3 separate regions of the Zea mays genome follow, and all the other regions are linked to region 1. The links are chromatin contacts, called in public Hi-C maps. All regions are on one chromosome and are shown on one strand. The core of a region is the stretch at or near the end of the contact, and the rest is flanking DNA. Distances in the headings are between cores, read along the strand shown. Region 1 holds the start of LOC103635779 (E3 ubiquitin-protein ligase UPL4). Region 2 holds the start of LOC100278125. Region 3 holds the start of LOC101027156 (40S ribosomal protein S23).

Evidence for each region. Hi-C and Micro-C count contacts between places; a contact is called where the count stands out from the background.
Region 2: a contact with region 1 is called in a Hi-C map of endosperm, with 5 times the contacts expected there. The contact joins the promoter of LOC100278125 here to the promoter of LOC103635779 in region 1. A contact is called at or near these places in 2 of 25 Hi-C or Micro-C datasets (endosperm and leaf).
Region 3: a contact with region 1 is called in a Hi-C map of leaf, with 2.3 times the contacts expected there. The contact joins the promoter of LOC101027156 here to the promoter of LOC103635779 in region 1. A contact is called at or near these places in 4 of 25 Hi-C or Micro-C datasets (leaf and seedling).

Annotation. Positions count from the first base shown.
Region 1 is chr8:120,431,478-120,436,295 of Zm-B73-REFERENCE-NAM-5.0, forward strand. It overlaps LOC103635779 (E3 ubiquitin-protein ligase UPL4), which reads left to right and starts at 2,551. Exons shown (of 17, transcript XM_008658155.4): 1 at 2,551-3,662; 2 at 3,746-3,856; 3 at 3,929-4,045; 4 at 4,130-4,288; 5 at 4,365-4,523. The coding sequence starts at 3,009.
Region 2 is chr8:120,237,771-120,242,588 of Zm-B73-REFERENCE-NAM-5.0, forward strand. It overlaps LOC100278125, which reads left to right and starts at 2,457. Exons shown (of 18, transcript NM_001349967.1): 1 at 2,457-2,654; 2 at 3,822-3,891; 3 at 3,954-4,418; 4 at 4,509-4,655; 5 at 4,764-4,818. The coding sequence starts at 2,611.
Region 3 is chr8:120,289,716-120,294,533 of Zm-B73-REFERENCE-NAM-5.0, forward strand. LOC101027156 (40S ribosomal protein S23) reads left to right here and starts at 2,594. Exons shown (of 4, transcript NM_001294320.2): 1 at 2,594-2,775; 2 at 3,579-3,734; 3 at 3,821-3,947; 4 at 4,028-4,364. The coding sequence starts at 2,771. The coding sequence ends at 4,168.

The sequences.
Region 1 (4,818 bases), core at 1,301-3,800:
GGTGGTTATCCCGTGGTTCGGCCAAGTACAACACTTGCCTACTCCACGTTGTGGCGTCCCAATGGACGAGAGTTGCACTCAACTCCTCTCAAGTGATCCAATGATCAACTTGAATACCACGGTGTTTTTCTTTCCTTTGATCTTTTCCCGTTTGCGAGGAATCTCCACAACTTGGAGTCTCTCGCCCTTACAATTGAGTTCACAAAGAAGCACGGAGTAAGGTGGGAATGAGCAACGCACACAAGACTCGAAAATCAGAGCAACAACACGCACACAAGTCGCAACAAGAGCTCGCAATGCAACACAATGAGTTCACAACTCAACAAGAGCTCTAGATGCTATCACAATGAATCAAATGCGCGGAATCGATGTCTTGGTGCTTAGCAATGTTGTAGGAATGCTTGGTGTTCTCCTCCATGCGCCTAGGGATCCCTTTTATAGCCCCAAGGCAGCTAGGAGCCGTTGAGAATAAATCTGGAAGGCCATCCTTGCCTTCTGTCGTCGGGTGCACCGGACAGTCCGGTGCACACCGGACACTGTCCGGTGCCCGATTTGTTTCCATAAACAGCGCAGCCGACCGTTGCTGACTGTTCCAGATCTGGGAGCCGTTGGCGCACCGGACAGTCCGGTGCACACCGGACAGTCCGGTGCCCCCCTTCCGACCGTTGGCTCGGCCACGTGTCTCGCGCGGATTGCGCGGTCGACCGTTGGCCCAGCCGACCGTTGGCTCACCGGACAGTCCGGTGCACACCGGACAGTCCGGTGAATTATAGCCGAAGTCGCCAGAGAAAAACCCGAGAGCGGGCAGTTCGCGCCGAGTGAGTCTGGCGCACCGGACACTGTCCGGTGCACACCGAACAGTCCGGTGCTCCAGACCGAGCTAGGTCTTGGCTGTACACAGCCAAGCTATTTGCACCGCTTCTCTTTTCTTCTTCTTTCTGTTTCCCACACTTAGACAAGTATATTAGTACACAAAACCAATGTATTAAGACTTAGAAACATACCTTTTATCTTGATTTGCACTTTGTTCCTCCAGAAGCATAAATACACATTTAAGCCCTTGTGTTGACACTCAATCACCAAAATACTTAGAAATGGCCCAAGGGCACATTTCCCTTTCAAACCCGCCGCCCCGCACCTGCCGTTTCGGAGCGAACGACGGCTGGCCGTCCACGTCGAACAGCAGCACCTCCTCGACGCGCAGATCTCCTCCTCGGCGCGATCTCGAGGCTCGGCGGACGCGGCGGACGGGGTTGATGAAGGAGCGCGGGGGAGAGGTCGATCGACCACCTTCCATGGAGATCGTGGGCGAGCAGATCAGTTGTTTGGTGGGGGCAGCGTGGGCGGGATGGGCGGGCTCGGCCGTGGATCGCGCCGAGGAGGAGATCTGCGCGCCGAGCAGGAGATCTGTCATGCCGACAGAAGTTCGGTGGGGGAGCGGATTACGTCGGTGGTGAGCATCCTCGACGTAGGCGCGGTTGTACTTGTTGTCCATACCTTCATGGAGCAGCAGAGGTGGTAGTCGGCGGCGTAGTCCCACCACACCCAGGGGCGACCGAAGGCGTTGGCGACGCGTGCACGCAGAGCTTACGCAGGTTCTCCACCACCATGTCCCTGTCGTCGTAGCCGGTGACCAGGTCGTCGTCCGGGTTCGGCGCGCAGTAGCGGTCACGGTTGGCCCAGATCTGCGAAAAGTGGATTGAGAACATGGAGAAGCGGTTAGCGAAGACGACGCCCTCGACGAGGGGAATGGATGAGTTGCGATGGGTTGACGACGCCGTCATGCGACCCTCGCTCGCCATAAGTAGCCGAGAAACCTCCGTGTAGCGCTTGCTCGGCTCCGATGCGAGGGTGGAGGCGTCTGCTGAGGCAGACGGGACAGTTGTAGCCTCTAGAGCCGGTGGGCAGATTTGGTGGAAGCAGCGAGCAAAAAAGGGAAGGAACATCCTTTTCGCTCTCCGTGTGTCGCCGGGGCTGGGGCCGCCAGTGAGGGGGGCCGAGAGGCGTGCGGCGGGATGCCACCGCCGTGGGAGCCGGAGCCACCAGCGATGGGGGGCGGGAGACGCGCGACTTGGCCCTTGTGCGGGGTGGCGAGGATGGAGCTCGTCCCGGACCTGGCGAGCACGTCGCAGAGCGGGCGGGGACTGCGGAGGGCGGGCGGGCGGATCATGGCGTTCGCGGCTGTCGCGGCGGGCAGGTGGCTCTAGCGATGGGGCGGGAGACGCGCGACTTGGCCCTTGTGCAGGGTGGCGAGCATGGAGCTTGTCCCGGACCTGGCGAGCACGTCGCAGAGCGGGCGTGGATTGCGGCGGGCGGGCGTGGATTGCGGCGGGCGGGTGGGCAGATCGTGGCGTTTGCGGCTGTCGCGGCGGGTGGGCGGAGGGCAGGCGGGGATTGCGGCGGGCGGGCGTGCGGATCGCGACAGGGGCAGAGAGGCGGGGGCAGTCTACGGTACTCTCTTAATAGTTAGTAGAGATCAGTCGTTTTAACCCGATGGAACAAACACACCATACCAGCCAGTAACACGACGAAGGCACCCCACGACCCCAGTGCACGCTCTCAAAAGTCAAAACAACCCAGCCCGGTGCGGAAGCGAGTAGAACTGCAGAACAGCGGCTCCATCTTCAGAGTGGAGTCCAGTGCCTCCACAGTCTAACCAGACCACCGGGCAGGCCGCACCGTCTCCTACAGTATGGCGGTGGAGCCGAACCAATGCCCAAACAATCTGGTACCGCCCGCGGATTTTGCATCAAAACCGCCCGGAACCACATGAAAGTCTCGCGATTTTGCCCCGATCCGCGAAACCAAAACAAACTTTTGGACTAAAAACCAAGTAACCAAGACCCGCACGCCTCCCGTATCTATCCATGCGCCCCCGATTGGGGACCCGATCGACCGAATGATCGCTGCCCGTGCTGTGCCAAAAAGCGGTCAGGCAAGAAGGGAGCGCGCTGGCGTCCGTCATCGGCGAGGGCTCTGGGGCTGCGACGGCAAGCGGGAGCCCGCCGATGGATCGCTGCCGGAAGAGGCCCGACTCCGACCCCGAAGGCTGCAGCGAACCCGAACCCCCCGCCGATAAGCGCCCGTGCACAGCGGAACCCTCGACCTCCGCGGCCGCGGTCGCCGCCGCTCCTCCGCCCGGCGCGCGCCAGGCTGAGCAGGGCGGCTCGGATATGGACACCTCGTCGTCCGGCCACCACGGCGATGCTGATGTCGACGCGGATGATGGGGACGGTGATGGCGATGGCGATGGCGATGGCGATGGGGGGTCGTCGTGCGAGTCGGATGGGGACGGGAGCCCGGGGCCGCGCGGCAGCGGGGGCGGGAGGTTCCAGCGGATGGTGGACGCGGTGGCAGACGATGGCGCGGGGCAGGACGCGCTGTTGGCGGCGCTCACGGAGCTCTGCGAGGCGCTATCGTTCTGTACGGAGGACGTCGGTGGGTACTTCCCCACAGAGGCAGCCGCGCGAGCGCTGGTGCGCCGGGCCGGCGGCGGCGATGGCGCGGGTACTACCCCGGACGTGATTCTGCTGTCCGTACGCGCCATCACGTACCTCTGCGACGCCATGCCGCGTGCCGCTGACGCCGTCGTCCGCCACGGCCTCCTCCCCGTGCTCTGCTCCCGGCTGCTAACCATCGAGTACGTCGATGTTGCTGAGCAGGTAACCCGAAAGATCTTACGGCCTGATCGGGTGATCACATTTACCTTGAGGCGCTTTATCCGACCATTCTGTTGCGTATGCAGTGCTTGCAAGCATTTGAGAAGATATCACGGAGGCAGCCTACCCAGTGCTTGCAGGCTGGCATGATCAACGCTGTGCTGGCATTCATTGACTTCTTCGCTGCAAGTATTCAGGTAAGAAATAATCACATTCGAAACTGGGAATTTAGTGCATTTGCTAATTTGATGCGCACTTCCATGGTTCAGAGGGTTGCAGTGTCAGCTGTCGCAAATGCCTGCAAAAAGGTCCCGTCAGATTGCTCCCAATTTGTTCTGGATGCGGTCCCAACTCTCTGTAATCTTCTGCAATCTGAGGACAAAGTGGTACTGTTGTCCCCCATCTAATTGAGATCATTCTATCATGTAAAGAATGCTCTGCTTCTGGTTGTAATCGATATCAATTTCCAGATAGTAGAGAAGGTTGCAGCTTGCCTGGTAAGCATTGCGGACTCCTTTAGCACTTCGGTTGATCTTGTCGATCATCTCTGCCACCAGGGTGTTATGGAGAAGGTCCTACCTTTGATCCACACTGGTGGACTCACGGCCCTTAGCCCATCGACATGTAGTGTATGTTTGCTCTATAACTTCTTGTTTATGCTCGATATGTGTTGAGGGAGCTGACCATTGTGTCTCATCGTTGCAGAATCTGATTGGGCTTCTTGCTAAGCTAGCCTGTACTTCACTTGTGGCAGTGAAATCTCTGTTTGAGCTGGGTGTTAGTAGCACAATAAAGGGGATTTTGATCACTTCAGACATTTCCCATGGCATGCCATATTTGCCTCTGGAAAAACAAAACAATCAGGTTGGCCTTTTCACATCTTTACTTCCAGCCAAGTAGTACTAGATGTGCATAGCAGACATGTTCTGTTGCTGTGCTTTTCACAATATTTTTTATATCTATCATGATGTATATTTTTTCTCATAAACAAAAAGATGCATGTGCTCTTCCCTTGACTCATCTGCATTCAATAATTTTGCCTTTTTACATTGATTTACTAGTATATGTTACTATGTTTATATGAACTGAGGAAGTTTAATGAAGATAATGTTAGAGACCATCCCTAGTAATTATGCCAGAGTGCATGCTAAAACTGTGT
Region 2 (4,818 bases), core at 1,207-3,706, 190 kb before region 1:
GCAGCTAGGAGCCGTTGAGAGCAATCCAGGAAGGCAATTCTTGCCTTCTGTCGCTTGGCGCACCGGACAGTCCGGTGCACCACCGGACACTGTCCGGTGCGGATCTCTTTCCTTATTTGGCGAAGCCGACCGTTGGCGCCTTAGAGCCGTTGGCGCACCGGACACTGTCCGGTGCACACCGGACAGTCCGGTGCCCCCTTCTAGCCGTTGGCTCGGCCACGCGTCGCGCCCGGATTAAGCGGCCGACCGTTGGCCCGGCGACCGTTGGCTCATCGGACACTGTCCGGTGCACACCGGACAGTCCGGTGAATTATAGCCGTACGCCGTTAATTATTTCCCGAGAGCAGCAAGTTCGCCTGAGCCAGCCTGGCGCACCGGACACTGTCCGGTGCACCACCGGACAGTCTGGTGCACCCAGACAGAGCTGACTTTGGCTGAACAAAGCCATCTCTCTTCCAATTTGATTTCTCATGTTTCCAGCACTTAGACACAATACATTAGTCTCTAAAACAATGTACTAAGTCTGAGAAACATACCTTTATACTTGATTTGTACTTTATCCACCATTTGACACTTAGGCACTTGTGTTGGACACTAAATCACCAAAACACTTAGAAATGGCCCAAGGGCACATTTCCCTTTCAAAGCCTAAGAGAGTTTTTCACGGGTCGAGCTCGTTACGAAAAATGATCTGGCACCGTGAAGGGGCTACTGTTGGGGTCTGCTTCGTCACCGAAGGTCCCATAAGAAGAAACACCTTCGGAAGACTGGTACAAAGCCGAAGCTATCAACCAAAGAGCTTCAGAATTCATTTCCAAATGCACCGACTTAAAGATGAAATGACCAATCGGCCTGTGATAACTTGTATTATGATTGTAAACCTTTGTAAAGGACATGAATGTTATTTTTCACAGGCTGTGTCCTGTGCCTATAAATAGGTGAACAGTACCCCTGTACTGTTCACGCTATCTTGTATTCGCTTGGGCACAACACTCGGATTTTTGCCTTCTGTCAAGCCGAAGGTATAAATGTAATTAAATATCGTATTTAAATATCCAAGTTTATATAATGAAGACATGTGAATGATATTATATGTTTGTTCATGTTATCTTTCATGTTTCATATGATTCACTTTTCATTTTCTTATATCATGATGATGAAGGTACGTCCTTCATGACTTTCGTCCGAAGATCGTTATATCATAAGGGAAATAATGCTTCGAAAGACGAAGGACATTAACATTTAATACTTTGTGTTGTCTTGTTCTTGACTCATAGCATTTGAAAACAAGTCCCCAACACGTCCCAACTTTCAGCTCTAAATCAAACACATGAAAAATGTTGTAGGGACACACAATACAAAAGGCTTACACGTAGAGATAGATCCATTTGAGCTCATTTCTAGGTTGGAGATGAGCACGGGAAGAGAAGCATTGGCGGTAGTCAAAGCTTGATGCCTGGTAATAGTGGCAATGAGCCAATGACCAATGAGTACTGGAACAGAGGCACGAGTCAGGTATTAAAAACATCGAGTCTCATATATTCTACTAAAATATCGACAACTTGATTTGTGTTTGCACAAAACAACAATTTTCTTACTCCGTATCAACCCAAATCATCAGCGAGCTTAATTTAACACTTAAATTTGGAACTTCAAACTTACGTTTAGATGGTCTAGATGTACATCTATATCTCCCGGCCTCAACTAATTGAGTGCCTGTTTGTTTCGGATTTTCGCAGCTTCTGGCCACCAAAAGCTGTTGCGGACTGTCAAACACTCAGCTTTTCAGCCAGCTTCTATAAAATTCGTTTGGGTAAAAAACATTCAAAATCAACATAAACATATAATCAGTTGAGTCGTCGCAATAGTAGTAATCCGTCACTTTATAGATCCTAAGCCTCATTGACAACTTTATCTTCCTTCGCACGTAATTCTAATGATACTCAGATTCTCTACACAGCCAGATTCTCCCTACAGCTAGATTCTCGGAAAAGCTGGTCAGAAAAAAGTTGAACCAAACAAGTTAGGTTCAAATTTGTACCGTGAACCATGAAATATAGCTTGGCTTTTTAGCTCTGGTATGCCTATCAACAACTATTTTGTCAGCAAGAAGGGAACTTGCTGTAGGTGCCGTCGGTTGCATTCACGGAGACAAAAAGAAAATCCTCAGCAAAGACACTGGGCACCGGACTGGCGACGGCCCAACCGCCGGAAGGCCCGGGATGAAACAACACGAGGTGGCACCATCACGCCGCGCACGGAGGATCGGGATCTCGGTCTCGCGGAGGACACAAGTCACGGAACCCGCACTGCGTACACCACACCGCACACTGCGACTGGCAACTGGGCCCCGTACCTTCCTTCACTTCTCCGTGTCAACCAGGAAAAGACCGCGCGGCGCGACCCACGAGGGTGGTCATCCCCATTTCTCCTCGAACCCCCAGGTCCCCCACACAACGCAGATACGGACACTCTCCTACTCCGCCCTCCCCCTGCGCCCCGCGCAGCGCACGCCCAGCCCAGTCCAGCCGGAGGAGACCAGATCAAAGCGCCACCGCCACGCCGTACTCTAGCTAATCCCGCCGCCGCGCCGGGGTCGCGAGGAGGAGGATGAAGCCCAAGAGCCTCCCGTTCATCGCCTTCGAGCACAAGCGGTGCGTTCCCGTCACCCACCCGGCCGGCCACCCCGCTCTCGTCGCGTTTCGGTAGCTTCCGACGGGTTCGGGCTCCTCCCCACTTGCTCCGCTGCGGAGGTTCCCGCTCCGCGTCCGCGGGTTTTGACGCACGAGTACTTGTGTTCGCTTCCCGGGGATCTCGGCCAGTTGCGGCGCTGGGATTTCTCTTGCCGGTTTTTTCCCCTGGAAATGCGGCGGGAAATTCCGCGCGCTTGCACGCGCCCGCTGGGAATCTGGTCCCCTCCGCGAATCGGAGAAAGGGTAGGCGTTCAGCTTCGTGTGATTTACTTGGTGGAACTGCCCGAATCGGGAGCTCTGCAGTGCTCTGCCGTTTGTCTTTTCGAAAAGATCTGGAGTTTCTGTGGCCGTTTCCTGCACTAGGACGGGCGGTTTTTAGGTTTCGTTTTGGCGGGACAGCGGCTTCTGGAATTATGTCGTGTACTCATCAAATCCGGAGTGAATATGACTAGCTATAGCGAAGTAGCTCTCGCTGTTTTGAATCTGGGAGGGATGCGCATGTAGGACCCTCGAGTTTCAAGCGCTAGGTAGCTGCATTTTAGTTGGAACACTCCTTTCTAGAGATGGCAACGGGGAATTCCCCATCGGGTTTTGGCTCCCCATCCCCGTCCCCGCGATGAAAAAACTTCCCCGCGGGGATCCCCACGAACGCTTGCGGGGGACATTTCTTCCCCATCCCCGTTACCCGCGGGGATAAATCCCCATCGGGGATCCCCGTCCCCGCTTAAATTATAATTAGATCATACTATAATTTGTGATTAATGTAAAACATTTTCACTTATACACATTGTTAGATGTAAAAATCATTATGTGTACATTAAAATGAATGCATTTGTACAACTAGTGATCTCTTGGCAAGATAATTATTTATTTTTTATCATTAACTATTATATGAAAACATCGTCACATGTAAGTTTAACGGGTCCCCGCGGGGAACGAGGATGGGGAATGCTTCCCCATCCCCATCCCCGTTTACCCGTCGGGGGAGAAATTTTCCCCGTTTACATCCCCGTGGGGGAAGAAATTTCCCCATCCCCGTCCCCTAATAGAGGAATTCCCCGCGGGGAATCGGGGATCGGGTCCCCATTGCCATCTCTACTCCTTTCTGACGCTGTATGGTTGAATCAGGGATGCATACGGCTTTGCTGTGCGGCCGCAACACCTGCAACGTTACAAGGAGTACGCTGGCATCTACAAGGTAGAAGACACACTCCTGATTTTTTATCTGCATTGTATGATCTTGACACGCTGCACTTGTAGGAAGAAGAGGAGGAGAGATCTGACAGGTGGAAGAATTTTCTGGAGAGGCAGCCTGAATCATCCGGACAAGATGCTGGTGGTAATGCTAAGGATGATGGTTCCGAATCACTGCATGAGAAGACGGTAGTTGGACCACGAAAGATTGAAATATGGACGCCAATTAGACCGTCCCTGAGCAACATCGAGCAGATGATGAGCTTGCGCATCGAGAAGAAGCAATCCTCTGCTAGCAAGCAGCAAGCAAAGGATGTAATCCATCCTGTGAAAGTTGAGGAGGGCAAGTTGTCAGAGGATTCAGACGACGAGTTCTATGATGTAGATAAGGTTGATCCGAGCCAAGAAGTGCAGCCGAGCGATACTGGGAATGCTGATGTTGGAAGCAGGAGTCAAGAAGAAAATTACATTTCAAAGGAAGAGTTGGAGTGTCTAGTCCATGGTGGACTACCGATGGCTTTGAGGGGAGAGGTGCAGCCTGATCACTGGAGCATTTTGTTTCTTTCTTTTACTTTCGATTTGTTCAGTTCATTCAGCAGCTGTGTGATTTTCTGGTGACAGCTATGGCAAGCTTTTGTTGGTACTGGAGCTCGTAGGGTAGAAGGGTATTATGATAATCTGGCAGCAGAGGGTGAATTAGATAACAAACGTTCAGATTCTCGAACCTCGGAAGGTGTTCACGAGAAGTGGATTGGACAAATAGAGAAGGTAGCTGTTTATGTACATTTTCACGGGGAAGCACCTTGTATTTTTTGGATAAAATATACTGCTGTGCTGGAAAGTCTAATAGACTCCAATATGTACCTTCCCTCATAGGATTTGCCCAGAACTTTTCCTGGTCATCCTGCTTTAGATGAGGATGGAAGAAATG
Region 3 (4,818 bases), core at 1,344-3,843, 140 kb before region 1:
GAGGAGGCCAGCGCCTACCTCAAGACAGAGTTTGAAATGAAAGACTTGGGAGAAACCAAGTTTTGCTTGGGCCTGCAGATCGAGCATCTCCCAGAAGGAATATTTGTACACCAGTCGACCTATTGTAAAAAGATCCTTGAGAGATTTAATATGATTAAAGCTCACCCTTTAAAGACCCCGATGGTCGTGAGATCCCTTGAAATGGATATCGACCCTTTTAGACCAAAGAGTGATGATGAGAAATCGTTGGGACCTGAAGTTCCTTACCTTAGCGCTATTGGAGCACTGATGTACCTTGCGAATTGCACCAGGCCTGATATTGCATTCACGGTAAATCTACTAGCTAGATACAGTGCAGACCCAACCAGAAGACATTGGGTAGGTGTTAAGACTATACTTAGATACCTCAAAGGCACTCAAGATCTTGGCCTGTTTTTCCGAAGAATCAGGACCAGACTATGGTGGGATATGCTGATGCTGGATATCAGTCAGATCCCCATAATGGTATATCTCAGACTGGCTTTGTATTTCTATGTGGTGGCACTGCTGTATCCTGGAGATCGTGTAAACAGACATTAGTAACAACGTCTACTAACCACTCAGAAATAATCTCACTATATGAAGCCGCACGAGAATGTGCTTGGCTACGACGAATGACTAACTACATCCAGAAGTCATGTGGTTATAACACCGCAAATACCCCCACCATTATCTATGAAGATAATGCTGCATGTGTTGCACAAATGGAAACGAGCTATATTAAGAGCAATATGACTAAGCATATATGTCCTAATTATTTTTATCCTCATGAACTCCAGAACGAGGGTGAGGTAAAAATCCTGCAAGTCAAGTCTTGTGATAATCTGGCTGATTTATTCACTAAATCCTTACCTGCAGTCACATTCAGAAAATGTGTACGAGGTATAGGGATGAGGCATTTGAGAGACCTGCAGGGTTCAGGGGGAGATCACCCCTGAACTTCAACCCTTACAATTCGACTTGAAGATCGTATATTATACACCTTGAAGGTTATAGTTGTCCTGAAGACACCCGTTGTACTCTTTTTCCCATTGTGAGTTTTCCTGAAGTTTCTCACATATGGTTTTTAACGAGACAACAAGTGCAATACATCAAGTGACACTATGCTCTCTTTCTCCATTTTTTTCTCACTGGGTTTTTCGGAGTTTTGATGAGACACAAGTCGTCACGGTATTCGCCCAAGGGGGAGTGTTGAGAAACCCTAAAAGGGGTTTAATGGGCTAATACCGAAACTGCCCTTAGGGGTACACAAGTTATATATATGTACTCATACCCCTCATAATAAAGATAGACAGAAAGAGCTTCCATCTATTGTGTCTCTTGTTCCTCTCTGTGTTGGATTGCTGGGAAGGGAACGGGCTTCTACAACTTCTCACGTCCCTACTGTTGTCGGGAGGGTTCGGAGTCCGGATCGGGGATCTGCGACAACTACGTTGTTCAACAGTTTTAAGCCCATACTTGTACCGGCATGTCTTATTATTAGAGCAACCCAAGAGATTAGCTAAAAAAACTAGCCAAATTTACTAATTTAGCTACTCTCTAAAATAGATTTTAGAGGAAAAGTGTAGACTAATCCAACAGACTCGGTAAACCTACGGACTAAATAGAGAGTGAAGCAGACTATCCAAAATTGGAGAGCAAAGATGGAGAAATAGAGAGCCACTAAATTTGAAGAGTCGTTTACGGAGTCTATAGATACATTTTTCTTTTAATATTAGTTAAATTTACCTTTACAAAACCATATACCTAGTCTCTTGGAGTTGCTCTTAACCTGATAAAAATGACAATACGAAACTAATACAAAAGGACAGGTAGTTTAGTGGTTAATAGCCGATGCGTCTATGGTGATTTTATCAATCCCAAAGAATTTATATACGTTCTTAGGGTGAATGTGCGTGTATTGTGAGTGGAATTATTAACCTAATTCTATTTATTAAAATCAAACAAATCATATGCCCCACACGCAGAGAGACAGGGAATCCTCTTTCATTTTCCAAAAAAAAAACCCATAAGGTCTAGATTAAATAAATACTAGATACGTCAAAATCTTAGCTCGACATGGGATTTTCGTTAAATGTAATGTCAAGCATTTTTCTGAGTCAATTTTGTATTTCATATTCGATGTTCAACCATAATATAACATTTTTTTTTGCCGAAAATAACGAAAAATTTAAACTGAACCACGTGACCTAATTCGCCATAATGGACATGTATAAGACCCAAACACGACACGATAATCAAACCGGATCGACATAGACCTGGTGGGCAACGTCATGCTATGTTTGGATCGATCCAAACCGCTGCTCATTGTAAAGGCTTGGAATGACGTGTTTGAACAATATTCAAAAAATGTGTAACGTTTTGTTAGAAAGGTTAACACATGAAAATATACGATGTTCAAAGATACTAAACATGTATCTGATATGCGGGCTCACCATTCAGTCTTCTCTTTAGTGGATCGTGCAAAATATGATACATGACACTACAGATCACACAAAAACCAATCGCGCAACCTGATCCCGCTCACATGTTGACCGTACGATACGACCGAAGCAGCCGCAGCACTCATCGTGACGCAGATCAAGCAAACCCTAACTGCCAACGCTACTATAAAATGTTTTTCTCGCCTCTCCTCGCTCCCGTAGCCGCCGCCGGCCTCCAACTCTAACCCCGTTGCTTCCGGCTCCCGCAGCGTCGCCGACCTTCACAGCCGGTTCCTTCCTCCGCCACCATGGGGTGAGTCTCCACCTTCTCGTTCCGGTGGTCTCCTGCGCCCGTGCTCGTTGTTTCGAGGCGTTCCTTTTACCGCAGCAAAGCCTTTGTTTTCTCGCGTTGATGCGTAGATTTTGCTGCGTGGCTTATGATTTAGCCAGTTTTCTGATGTGATTAGCGAATGGAATCGGGTTAGAGCGAAAAGGAAAACCAGAGCTTATTGACGGTCCAGTGCTGGTCAGATTATACGCCGCCAGTACTAAACATATTCATAAGCTACACTAATCCGTTGCCGCCGTGTAACCATGTGCTCTAGGATTCAATCGCTTGGGTCCATGAGGTTATGCGTGGTAGCATACAAGTCCTCTGTGAAAGGAGTATCCGACGTTTTAAGGATCTCTTCTCGTTTGATCTGTCTTGTTATTGTTAAGTTTATTCATGTTTTTTTTTGTTATGATGTTATAACTTATAAGTGAGCGCCGCTCGTCATTGGTCAACGTTCTATAGATGGATGGATATACTTGGTTGGTCTAAGCTAAAAGAGTGGATTCGTGTGTAGCTTCTGTTTACATTCTAATAGGTGAAATGGTGGATGTTTGCAATTCTGATACAACTCGGTCAAAATTATCTCATGAATGAATTTACACTGTTACATTTTGATGCATGATTGTATCTGGTTGTGCATTTGCTATATGATTTTTATTTAGCATGATAGAGTTGGTCATGGTGTGCAAGTTTATGCAATTGACATGGAGAACTCTGGTTCATGAGTTGCAGAGCCTGCGATTTATGTGAGTTAACTTATCGATCTTGAATTCACATCACAGGAAGACACGTGGTATGGGAGCTGGGCGCAAGCTCAAGACCCACCGCAGGAACCAGAGGTGGGCTGACAAAGCATACAAGAAGAGCCACTTGGGCAATGAGTGGAAAAAACCTTTTGCTGGATCATCTCACGCCAAGGGCATCGTTCTGGAGAAGATGTATGTCGGATATGGGAATGATCTGTGCTTTTGTTATGTTGTACTTCATGTTCTTGGGCTAAGGTGTGTTTGCTTCCATTGTGTAGTGGTATTGAGGCCAAGCAGCCAAATTCGGCCATCCGTAAGTGTGCCCGTGTTCAGCTGGTGAAGAATGGAAAGAAGATTGCTGCCTTTGTGCCGAATGATGGTTGCCTAAACTACATCGAGGAGAATGTATGTCTGTTGACCAATTCACCTTGTAATGATTGTCAAGATCTATGTAATGAAAAAGCTAACCATCTCTCTTGCTGTAGGATGAGGTGTTGATTGCTGGATTTGGTCGTAAGGGTCATGCTGTGGGAGACATTCCTGGTGTCAGGTTCAAGGTTGTTAAGGTGTCTGGTGTGTCGCTGCTTGCACTCTTCAAGGAGAAGAAGGAGAAGCCAAGGTCTTAGATCACTTTCGGTAGTCAAGAATGGTGTAAACTGCCCAAGGCTCTATTGTCAAAGTTAAAGTTCTGCTAGCAACTCAGCTGTTAAATCTGAGCTGTACCTTTTTGTTAACATTGTTACAGTATTACAGAGTTCTGTTTCCATTTTGAAGATATTAATATTGCATCGGCATGTGCACTGTTGCTTGTTTTGCCTTTTTTCACAGCCAGGTATCCTGAGTTTAAGATATGTTTCATATAAAATCCATACACTAACAATCCTCAATGCCTCATCAAATGTTACATTTTCCAAATATTTCTTGTATAGTTTCATATTAGTACGTCGACTATAATGACCCAGATCAGGAAGGGTAACTGGGTAATTTTTCTGCTGATCTGTCACCAGTCAATTGATAGCCCGATGGCAACTAAAACCTCACTATCAGCAATGGCAATGGTGGTACCTGGCACAAGGCTGCAATGACAAGTATACATGGAACAAGAAATAATTCTGTTTGTTCTGAAAAAACGGTTTTTCTCCTGTCCTAAGATAATACTATGGTATTTAAATATACCATGATATTTTTGGTCAAGTTATTTGAGAGCACATCTAAAAAACGTATTTTAAACCATGAATTCATCACTACCAACTTTGATCATGTATTTTAAATCATG